3 separate regions of the Bombyx mori genome follow, and regions 1 and 3 are each linked to region 2. The links are chromatin contacts, called in public Hi-C maps. All regions are on one chromosome and are shown on one strand. The core of a region is the stretch at or near the end of the contact, and the rest is flanking DNA. Distances in the headings are between cores, read along the strand shown. Region 1 holds the start of LOC101744693 (IQ motif and SEC7 domain-containing protein 1). Region 2 overlaps LOC101744693 (IQ motif and SEC7 domain-containing protein 1). Region 3 overlaps LOC101744693 (IQ motif and SEC7 domain-containing protein 1).

Evidence for each region. Hi-C and Micro-C count contacts between places; a contact is called where the count stands out from the background.
Region 1: a contact with region 2 is called in a Hi-C map of whole pupa, with 5 times the contacts expected there. The contact joins the promoter of LOC101744693 here to the enhancer-like site in region 2. A contact is called at or near these places in 3 of 7 Hi-C or Micro-C datasets (midgut, posterior silk gland and whole pupa).
Region 3: a contact with region 2 is called in a Hi-C map of midgut, with 3 times the contacts expected there. The contact joins two enhancer-like sites. A contact is called at or near these places in 4 of 7 Hi-C or Micro-C datasets (midgut, posterior silk gland and whole pupa).

What each region holds. Positions count from the first base shown.
Region 1 is chr27:6,410,610-6,414,558 of ASM3026992v2, forward strand. LOC101744693 (IQ motif and SEC7 domain-containing protein 1) reads right to left here and starts at 2,046. Exons shown (of 23, transcript XM_021346151.3): 1 at 1,744-2,046.
Region 2 is chr27:6,287,549-6,291,486 of ASM3026992v2, forward strand. All of the region lies in intron 2 of LOC101744693 (IQ motif and SEC7 domain-containing protein 1), which reads right to left. Among protein-coding and RNA genes, the nearest start is that of Mir2778a-3, 19 kb to the right of the region's middle. Within about 2 kb of position 1,588, at least 7 of the 8 cell types and tissues checked have open chromatin away from gene starts, as enhancers often do.
Region 3 is chr27:6,194,955-6,199,412 of ASM3026992v2, forward strand. LOC101744693 (IQ motif and SEC7 domain-containing protein 1) reads right to left here. Exons shown (of 23, transcript XM_021346151.3): 4 at 3,791-3,963; 5 at 2,694-2,835. Among protein-coding and RNA genes, the nearest start is that of LOC119630684, 9.5 kb to the right of the region's middle. Within about 2 kb of position 2,762, at least 7 of the 8 cell types and tissues checked have open chromatin away from gene starts, as enhancers often do.

The sequences.
Region 1 (3,949 bases), core at 796-3,295, 120 kb after region 2:
CCGGCACATCTAGGTTGGACTTGCACGGTGGTTATTCCGGAGACGTCTGATTGATTCGCGATATTAACAAACAAACAAACTGTTACTAAGCGCGAGTGTTCTCAAGCCACGTTACAACCAGTTTCATTTTGCCAACTGGTTACTAAAACCAATTACTGTCGGTGTAACATATCAAATTTATAACTGAAATGAAAAGTCAATGGTGACCTCACAAATCAGATGGCTATTGTCTTCGGCGTGGGCGTGAGCATCCGACTTCGTAAGTTCTTGACGACGAGCCATCATTAATCATTGCCAGTAGCCACTGACAATAGATATTGGGTCAAACTATGGGAAAATCAATTTACACTAAGCCTTCAAAGCTTAGACAACAGAATGACAAGTCATTAGGTAACAATCGAATATCATTTACCTTCCAAAACATATATGTTCAAAGCATCACATAATGGGAAGTGGAAATGGAAAGTTAAGAGATTTTATTAGTGATTTTAATTACATCTCACCATCTGAGGTATTAGATATGAAGTACATAATATATTTTTCTTAATGAACCGAAACAAAAGCAATTATTAGCAGCTTAATTCATGTATTTAATCATCAACATCTAGTAATATATAAAAATTGAAATGTTTTATTTATTTGTTTAATTAGTTGCACCAACAAAGTTACTCACCAATTCAGGGCATCGATAAAATGATAAGAAGGTATGCTATAAATGTCACCTTAATTATAGGCACAAACGACAGGGCTATAGATGAGAAGATATTGAAATTAGAAACAAGAATAATTGCATAATAATACAATTTAAAAAATTCAAACTACTCTCATTATTTTGCAGTGCTTACCATGATCAGAGTGAAACTAATCTTAAATTCAAGCTAAGTATAATCATGAAATAAAATTTTTGATCAATAAAAAGTTCCTACAGAAAATGATATTGTCATGTAACATATTGAATTAAATTCATGTAACAGTTTGAAACATTTATCCATTAGAGCTTCATATAATTTTGATATATTTTTACCTAAGGCTAATTATGACTTGCTATTCGAAAATTAAGGATAAATGAAAATTTAGGATAAATGAATAAAAATAAATTAAATTGCCTGGATTCATGATTTTAAGGATGATTGTACAATAAATGTTATTTACTGGAAATCTCAGTTGTTTTAAAATTATTTTTATACTAAGTAATATAGATTTAAATTTTATTTTGTATAGCACTCCAACATATTAATTGATGGTTTATAAATAAAAAAAATCTTAATAAGAAATGATTAGCGGTCACTAGCTTTGCAGTCTTTCAAAAGTACATCACTTGGTCTTTAGACATAAGTATCTTTTTTATTAATTATCAATGAAAATTATGTATACGCATGTACTAACCCAATGAAATACTTCCCCATTTGGACCCAACAACAGCTAACTAAAAATATCGCAAAAGACGTCGATCTCAAAACTAAATATTTAAACTAATTAGGAAATACAACACAAAGTACAAAGCGCACAATTTTATTCATGTAAAGCTGTAAATACCAAGATTTGGGCTAGATAAGGTATTCTAACGGAAATAGAATTTAATTCAACGGACTTAAACACTTGGTTCAACTTTTGAAACTTGTTTTATAGTCTTAGCGGTTTTTAATAGTGACAGTAGATTTTTATAAATTTTGTTTATGAATATCAGTAGTCATAACAATACAGTAATGTAGACAAAAGGGGGTAAATATCGATCATACTCACCATAACACGATTCGCCGGTAACTCGAAGATCGTAACGCTTAACGCGTTTTGAGTCACAATTTACCACACAAACGTTCACTAAAACTCACATCACACACTTCACTTATATTTACAACTGCAAAATCGTATTCTCTGAACAAATTTCAGTCACTAAACGTGAAGAATTACACTTTCACAACATTCACCGAACGAATCTCGATATCCGACTGTCACAACACAATTTCAAACGCGAGCGACAACAGACTGACTAAAGGCGAAATTCATTCACCCTACCGCAAACGCGACTACTCTGCTATTGACTCCGTTACTTTTACTATAATGCGGCAAAATTGAAATGACGTTGAAGGCCTCCAAATGTTTCTTAGCCCGAGAACCTCTTATTAAAGAGAGTTGTGTGCAACGCCATCTGCTTACTATTTCAAAACAAATAAAGCGATTGTACTGCCATCTTTTGAAAAGTTGTTATTACGTTTGTAGCTGTCGGAGCTGTCGACATCTTTCATGTTACATTATAAAATATAATTAGTTAAGAGGTGCTTTCAGAGATGGCGCTTTAAGCAAGTCACTGCGTTCCAACAAAATTAAATCTGATCTAATTTTACGATAATTATTATCGTTTCAGCTCCGAGAATTTTTTTTGGTATGAAGGCATTACTATTAACCCGTAGGCTATTCCAACTTTTCTTTAAACTTTAATAATACTTTTCAATCTTTTCACTTTTTTTTTACCTATTTCATTATCTCTTTTGTTTTTTTTATTGACATTTAAAAATTAAAAAATAGTGGATGCTAATAATGTTTGTCAACTAAACAAAAAGAGAGAATCGGTTGATAAACAGATGAGAAAATAGTACTCGCTTATACGTATTTACATTTGATCGATAAAATTATTATCTTTTTTTTATTGCTTAGATGGGTGAACGTGTTGACAGCCCACCTGGTGTTAAGTGGTTACTGGAGCCCATAGATATCTACTACGTAAATGCGCTACCCACCTTTAGATATAAGTTCTAAAGTCTCAGTATAGATACAACGGCTGCCCCATCCTTCAAACCGAAACGCATTACTGCTTCACGGCAGAAATAGACAGGTGGTGGTACCTACCCGTGTGGACCCATAAGAGGTCCTACCACCAGTAATGAGTGCCCTGTGACAGATTTTTCTTCAAACGAAGCTAGGCATGGACCCATAATACTGCTGACGTCCATGAATAATAGTGAGCGCTCATTACCAGGTGGATCGTATGCTGGCCAAAGATGATAAATGATGAAAGACAAAGGACAAAAGCGCCTTTTCATGTTCACGATTTTGTGACTTATTGTAATATATTGTTCTGATATCCATTGTTGTTTTTTGAAACCTTTAAATGTAACCAACTATGTAATTGACAATAAAATATTGTTAAATGTTTCAATCCGTATTGCACAATCAAAACATATTATGATCTTTGTTACGCCGGTATATTATATCCTATTTGTTACGGTTTAACTATTAATCTTTTTTTATTGCCCTTGTAGGCAGACGAGCATACGGCCCACCTGATGGTGAGTGGTTACCGTCGCCCATGGACTTCAGCAGTGCCAGGGGCAGAGCCAAGCCGCTGCTTACCGCTTAATACTCTCCACAAGCCTCGTTTGAAGAAGGACATGTCATAACGCTCGGGAAACACCGTGGAGGGGAGCTCATTCCATAGCCGGATGGTGCGTGGCAAAAAAGACCTCTGGAAACACACTATGGATGACCGCAGTGGCTCCAGGTAGTATGGATGAACTCTACTCCGGTGGCGGGCGGTGCGATGGTAAAAACGAGATGCCGGTATCATCTCGAACAATTCCTCAGAGCACTCCCCGTGGAACATACGGTACAAAATACAGAGGGAACCGAAGTCCCTTCGCAGACCCAGAGGTTCCAAACGATCCGTGAGAATGGGATTTATCTTTGTCCTCGTTTAATTGCAATTTGAGTGCATTCATTCTATTTCGACCTTAAACTCTAGACGTTTTTCACTGTGTTATATCGCAACTGCATGAATATTGCCCAAAACACGTCATTATGGATCCTCCTGATCCATTAACGGTGCTTTTAGGTTACAAGCACCGGTCACTGTAACCCGTCGAACCCGTCGCTTGCGATGAAGGGCTCGACGAGCGAATTAACCAACAGACACAACCCACTGAGTTTCTTACTGGATCTTCTCAGTGGGTCG
Region 2 (3,938 bases), core at 338-2,837:
AGACACGTTACGTACATCTCAAGTTGCAATGAATATGAAATCATTAAAGAGAGGCCAGTAGTTGTACGTGAAAATTTTCGCCATCAACACACAATTACATGGCGTTTAAAAGACGACATTATGCTAAATTGGCGACACCGTGATAAACGGGCGGAACGGCGCAAGTTGTAGACTTATTGTAATTAAAGAAAAGAATTAGAAATCAAATGTATTGTTGGATATTTATGTGGCAGTCCGGAAAAGGGGCTCTTACATGTCACATTTTTTATTGCTTAGATAGGTGGCGAGCTCACAGCCCACCTGATGTTAAGTGGTTACTGGAGCCCATAGACATCTGCAACGTAAATGCGCCACCCACCTTGAGATATAAGTTTTAAGGTCTCAAGTATAGTTACAACGGCTGCCCCACCCTTCAAACCGAAACGCATTACTGCTTCACGGCAGAAATAGGCGGGGCGGTGGTACCTACCCGTGCGGACTCACAAGAGGTCCTACCACGAGTAATTACGCAAATTGTAATTTTGCGGGTTTGATTTTTATTACACGATGTTATTCCTTCACCGTGGAGGTAAATCGTGAACATTTGTTAAGTACGTATTTCATTAGAAAAATTGGTACCCGCCTGCGGGATTCGAACACCGTTGCATCGCTAGATATGAATGCACCGGACATCTTATCCTTTAGGCTACGACGGCTTCAAAAGTTCGTAAGTTCTGTCCGTTTGATTCTATGTAAATTGATAAAGTACGTTCTATTTCACTGTTCGATTGGATCCTTGAGTTTAACTTTAATTATCATAAAATTGTAGGTACTTAGATCATAGGATCTGTGTGTAAATAAATCTGATTGTTTACATGTCTTTTAAAAACCAGTATCATCCATATCTTGTGACTTCTATAATTAACGAGAACGCTAATTTTTACTATGTAGAGTTACGATATTGTGGTTTTAGATATATATTTTAGGCTACTTATATATTTTAGTTATAGCATCTCTGTCGATATTACGAATTAGCGAAATATCACGCATCAATTGGAATTAGTTCGTATTTGCCTTCCCATGTCCGCACCTATCAGACTTTTCATCTAAAAAATAGCTGAAGTCAAAAATCGTATGCCTCGTACCACATAACAAAAACATTATAATTCCGCATATTATTGCCTTAAACAGGCATAGATAGAGTATCGTGCAATTAAAATTGAGATATTACCCCATTTAGAAAAACTTAAGAACATTTTAAGCGAACGATATGCACTTCAAAAATGTATATTAAATTTAAATGGCAGTATTATAAAAAAAAAGAATTTTTAGTATTTTTACACAGTTGCTTTTTGTGATATTTTCTGATGAAAAAAAAATTGGTGATCATTAGGAGGTAATTGTAATTTGAGCAGACAAATAAATAAATAAATTCAATTGGCCAACTTATTTTATGTATAAAATCTAATGAACAATTCTAAAACCATTTGGGTTTATTTAAAAACTCAAGCTCACTACCGCCATCTGTTATTGGATAATCGCAAAACTACTCAATGTTTGTAAACATTAACACGCGGGCGCACAGGTGATCGACAGACTATTTTTAAAATCGACAACAGATGTCGCTATTATTATGGTTCATTTTACTGTGTGTATTCTTAGCTTGACGATGTACAGATAACAGACTGTTTTGGAGTTCATTAACTTTTAATTCAGCTATACACGGCACGTGGCACGAAAGTAGCAACATTACTGCAAGCCATATATAAAAACAAATAAAGAAACATACCTGAATTCTCTAATTTGGAATTAAAGAGCTAACCACTAAAATACCTTTTTAAAATGAAATTATAATAAGTGTTGTGCTTGGATAAACCTTCGGTAACGGAATGAGGCGCTTATCAATAAGCGATCAACTGAACGGAGTTATCTAAAACATTAATTAAACAGATAGCTTACAACGTTTCGAAATGCACAGGAGTATTTTTCTATTTTATTGCTTAGATCGGTGGACGAGCTCACAGCCCACCTGATGTTAAGTGGTTAGTGGAGCCCATAGACATCTACAACGTAAATGCGCCACCCACCTTGAGATATAAGTTCTAAGATCTCAAGTATCACAACGGCTGCCCCACCCTTCAAACCGAAACGCATTACTGCTTCACGGCAGAAATAGACAGGGTGGTGGTACCCACCCGCGCGGACTTACAAGAGGTCCTACCACCAGTAATTACGCAAATTATAATTTTGCGGGTTTCATTTTTATTACACAATGCTATTCCTTCACCGTGGAAATCAATCGTAAGCATTTGTTGAGTACGTATTCGCATACGCATCATACAATATAATTCATTTTTTCAGATACAATTAATCTTTATGACTTCAAAATCTTATTACTGTTAAACTCGTATTTTTGTTTTTAATGTGATTCTTAATAGAGTTAAATAATAAGAATACTTGAAATTTTATAGTTCAAACATCTATGAGTATTACAATAGGTTTGACCTGGACTGTCCATGCCAGAGTCGATTTGGACATCACGGCTATGACGTAGGATTTTCAATCCGTTGATGTACGATGTTTCAAATTGTTTATGACACCAGCCTCATAGACACAGAGTCCATTGAGTTTCTTGCCGGATCTTTTCAGTGAGTCGTGTTTCCGATCCGATGATAGATTCTGCGAAGCACTGCTCTTGCTAGGGCCAGTGTTAGCAACACTTCCGGTTTGAGCCCATGAGCTCACCTACAAGCTAGGGTAAAGCTGAAATAGCCTCTTAAAGCTATCAGCAAAGGTAAAAAAAACATCAAGGCATTACTTTCCACGAATAAAGAGTAATTCCATATATTTACTTATACAACGTCAAAGTTCGGCAAGCATTTCATCTGATGCTTAAGCTGTAAACCGTGCAAATATGAAAGCGCAGTTAGTATCAGAGAAAATGGAATTCTGAAATAAAGACTTATAGGTAGATACAGCAACAACGATAAAAGAAGAGACGGCACATCGATTTCAAAAATCAATATACACAAAGATACCTACATAAAAAAATCAGAGATTTATGTTTTAGTATCCCCATAAAGGAAGTGACAATAATATACCAGATACGCCCACGTATTTGTCAAACCGAGTGCTGTAAAGAATTATTTATTCCTAAAATCTGGATACGAATAGATCGGAGCTAATAAGAACTCTTTCTAATGAAGGATGATGGAAAAGTAGAAACGGTAAGGTGCCCTATTACCAGCTCAAGAAACATTTAAAACAAATTTAACGTTTTTATGTTAAAATTGTTTCTCTATGTACAAAACAGACGGTAGTCGGCACGCAATAGAAATATCGACAAATAAGAAGGCCTCAGGCGTCCGCGACCATTAAAATTGAGAATTATTCCAAGCGTCTGAAAAATAAAATAATAATAAAATAAAATAAAAATTGAAACATAAATACGATCGCGATGACCAAACATCATAACATTGTCTCATTGATCATTTTTTTTTTTTTTTTAACGCTGGGGAGTTCCTTTTACGGATACCCGGTCGAGGGGGGTAACGGACCGGGTTATGTCGGACTCCGGCGCCTCCTGAGAGGAAGAAGGGGAGAAGAGAAGGGCCGAGGTCCTTCACCTCCCCCAATTTCTCACAGGAGACTCTCATTGTTCCTAACAAGACAAAAAATCATTTCGTTATGAAAATCTACGAAAAGCTTATCACAATAAAACACGACATCCGTGATGACATTGTATTTCAAAGATTCGGAAATAGGTCAGCACTTAGCTTTCAAAATCAAAGGCACACAGAAGTGTATGGAATAGTCAAACCACACTGCAATCTACATGAAGCCAATCAAAAATTTTCATCTGCGAACAGTCACGTTTCACGTGTTTTTATTCTTTAATGGAAATAAGTACATCTTTGTTGGAAATAAGTGTAGTCGTCGTGGCCTAAAGGATAAGACGT
Region 3 (4,458 bases), core at 1,512-4,011, 91 kb before region 2:
GGTGGTAGGACGTCTTGTGAGTCCGCACGGGTAGGTACCACGATCCCATCTTTTTTTGCCAACCTATTCGCTGGTCGCTAAGGAGCATGTCAGCTACGCCCAGACGGCTGTATCTATAAGGGTCTACCCTGCCTATTTCTGCCGTGAAGCAGTAATGCGTTTCGGTTTGAAGGGTGGGGCAGCCGTTGTACTGTTAAAACTGAGATCTTACAACTCATGTCTCGAGGTGGGTGGCGGCATTTACGTTGTAGATGTCTATGGTCTCCGGGAACCACTTGACACCGAGTGGGCCATGAGCTCGTCCAACCATCTAAGCTATACAAAAAAAAACATCCTAGACACTTGTTCACCAATGACTTTTACGGTGAAGCATGCTGTAATTAAAATCATATTCGCCAGATTTATGTAAGCCCGCAACAACAGCCTATTTTGGCGCGAAGCAGGTGTACTTTCCAGTTTAAATGGCGTGATAATAAATACAATTGAAGCTTCTACCTCATGTCCGAAGTTGGGAATTCGCGTTGTTGTGTCTATGGGCTCCGAAAACACCAATTGGGCTTTTCAGCTTCTTCCCAACCGTATAAATTGAGTTTAAGAAAATAAAACAATCACGAAACAAAGTTAAGGAGTACAAGTGTCATACTTATACATAGGGTGTGGAGACATCTTTCCCGAAATCGAAATAGGATTAAACTAATTGTCTAATTTTTTTTATTTCCATGACGTCACATTTCGAGAACCAGCAATGCAATGCGTATGCAGCTCGTAGCCGCTCCCCGCGTTCCTTCGGGTTCATTAACCCCGAACGTCCGGTGATTTATAGATGCGTTACATAGCGTGCAAAAACTTTTGTAAGTATTTCTAATAGTTTACGACATCAGTAATCGGGGAGCACTATTTTCGCATTCTGTATATTATTATATAGTGAACAGTAAAAAATATGTTAGACGATCTTCTAAGGCAATTAATTAACATTAAGAGAATGGAATTCAATTTACGTCTTTTGGTTTAAGTCATTTCTTTTTAAATTACTTTATTGTTCAGGATACGTATTCGCGGATGGGTAACGAAAATCTTCACGTACACAATGGTGTATAAAATTATGAATGCAAACCTTTGTCTGATCCCCATTATCCAGATCCAGATTAATTGTACGAACACAAACAAAACAAGAATTAATACAGAGTTATATATTACACAAAATCACAATGTCCAAAGATTTTAAATGTTCTTACATATACCATTCCTAAATATTGCTCAAAGAACGGCACACTGTTGTTCATCTTAGACATCGAATACACATCGTTCGTACCAAGGACATTGGAGAGTGAAATGGACGAATCCAGTAACTGACTATGACGAATTTTCAATTAATTTTGAACTTGTTCAACAAACCCATCAGGGTTACGGTGAACAAATTTAAATGAATAAAATTACTAATAGTTAATAATAATTAAAACTGTAAGTATAACAGAATAAGAACGATAATCGCATCGCGTTGAGTGCAATGAGATTGCTGTAACGTAAAGACAGAATTGACGATTTATATTACATCATATATTATCATCAGCCTGTAGCAGCGGACTGCTGGACATAGGCACAATGAGAATTTATCGTACCTAAAAAACGACGAGTATTGTCCCTTTCTTAAGGACTTCACTTGTAGATTATAATTTGCAGGTAAACTATACAAAGAAATATAAGCTAAAATCGACACGTAATATGGGTACAGTAAGACGTACATAATATATAAACATCTACCTTTATCTGATACATTAGAATTACAACGTTGAAATCTCGAGAATTATGAGGTGGCTAGAAAAAATATCCAAATCCAGAACCACTCTAGATTTATACATTAGTATAGATGCATAATGGTTTTAGAATTTGAACACAAAATTATTTAAAGATGTTGTAAAAAAAAATTTACTAAATACTATAAGGAACTATTTACTAAATATTATAGGGAATTCTAAATATATGTAGTAGCTAAAATTATTTTATTAATGTTGAGCAAAATATAATGTTTTTTTTAGGCATAACAATCCGCAAACCAAATCCGCGATCCACTGAGAAAATCCGCCGAGAAACTCAGTGGGTTGTGTTTGCACGGTTGTCTTGTCTCTTTTATAGATATGGTATTAATGACAATTTGATTTGAATAAAAATTAATTTAACACGTTGAAAAGATATAAACATATTTTTGGCATATGAAATCTTCTTATATTAACATAGATTTGCGTTACTATAGTTTGAACTGAGCTTAAGGTAAAGATCAATTTCACACCACGATACTTTTGATAAGGTACGTTCATAATTAGTAGCTAAGCACGCTGTGTGCTCTATCATTATTTCAGCAGAACAAACAATATAACGTTTTCTTGTTGATTTTTTAAAGTATTTATTCAATATTATTGTAATTCAGTTACAAATGTTGTTTCATATAGCAGGTCCTTCAAGCTTCTACCACTAAATGACTGGCAGTATCATAAAATCTAGAGTTAAATTGTATGTTTTCTATAATTTTTGTGAAAACCAGTTTTAAAAATACTATAAATACTACAAAATTGTTTTATGGTTTAATCTGTAGTGTCGTTGGGCAGGCGTATTGTACGTAGAAAAAATCAATTAGCAACATCTTAACGTAACTGGAAACACTTTCGATTTTATTTGATTGTTTGCATTACACTGACCTGTTGGTATGAACGGCGAGGCCGAAGCCCTCCGGCGGCGCGGCAATGTAAAGCTGCGACGCCGGCTCCTGTGCCGTGCAAAGACCCGCGCCCGTCGACGCGTTCGACGCCGACGAACATGACGAGTTCGAATGATTTAGAGCTGGAAGGAAACAATCGAACCGACTAAATAAAACAGAAATAAATATTCAAAAACAATTCATTTATCGCGTCAATGGATTTCCTCCTTGTGATTACGACGTCGATGTGCATACCACTGCTATTTTCCGTTATTTCACAGTAATTCACGGGGATCCTATGTCAAAACTTTAATAGTGATAATAAATGATTATTCGCTATATTATACATAAATATGTACGCAACTTCTAGAAAGCTTTAATTTTCCAAAACTGCATGATCGCCTTTGCCAATTGGAGACAAGAAGAAATCACATCAAGAAGAAATCACAAGGGCTTTTTTCTGTTCACTCTCCTCTGTTAGTCTTCTACAAGATGAAGCATCTAACCATCATCATCAACGAAATAAGCATCAAGTTATTTTGTTAAGCCCCAGCGCATGCATACGTTGGTACATAAGAAATTATACTTCAGAACAGAAAAATCATTCGCATTTGACTTACTCTGAACCAGGTCACAAACGAAAAGCCTTTTACAATAGAACCAACATTAGTTATTTGATGTGGAAAAATATCATTATAAAATCGATATTATTATCTGTACCCGCATCCCGTAAAACACCCTGCTTCAATTTCAAAAGTACCGTAGATGCAAAATGAAGTTCTATTTCAATCTTATATTTAAACAATTAGCCCACTGAGTTTCTCGCCGGATCTTCTCAGTGGGTCGCGTTTCCAATCCGGTGGTAGATTTTGCGAAGCACTGCTCTTGCTAGGGCCAATGTTAGCAACACTCCCGGTTCGAGCCCCCTGAGCTCACCTACACGTCAAGGAGAAGCTGAAATAGTCTCTCAAGGCTATCAGCATAGGTAGAAAAATAATAATAACAATATAGATATATGTGTTAGACTGTTCTATGTCTATCTATGTGACCATCCATCCATTTATGTACTTTAAAGAATGTAGCCTCAACTTCACCAACCTGGTAACGGTCGATGGACATCGGTGACGTATCTGTTGCCATCCATGTACCCTCGGTCGGGCTCAGTGTGGGCATGATGCGCGTGGATCGAGTGCTGATGAGTGTAGAAGCCGTCCGGTGGATGCAGCGGAACCCCGCCGCCTGGCTCCTCTTCGTCTACCTTCTGCGAAAAGCTGAGGACAAAATAAAAGTTATAGGTTAGTTCAATAATCAACATGGGCATTATTGGATCCATAATTAAAGATATCTAAAGTTTTGCGTCGGATATTTGTACACATATTTATATTATTGCTTGGGTGGACGATCTCACGTCCCACCTGTCATTAAATGGTTAGCGAACTGCATAGACATCAACCCACCTTGAAAAAAATCTTAGTTTTTATAGTATCTGTCCCACTCTTCAAACCGACACGCATTACTGCTTCACGGCAGAAATAGGCAGGGTGGTGGTACCTACCGATGCGGTATACGGTATACAAGAGGCGCAGTATATGCCAATTGGCGATAGCAGTACACTGCTATAATGCGTAAAGAATGCTACTATTCTCCGGTGAATCGCTTAATCTCCTCTTACGAGGAGTTGAAGCAGTGTTATTCTAGCCCAACAAACACACAGCCAAAACGTCGTGGTATAACAAATGAAAATAGTGTTGGTCTCATATAGAAAT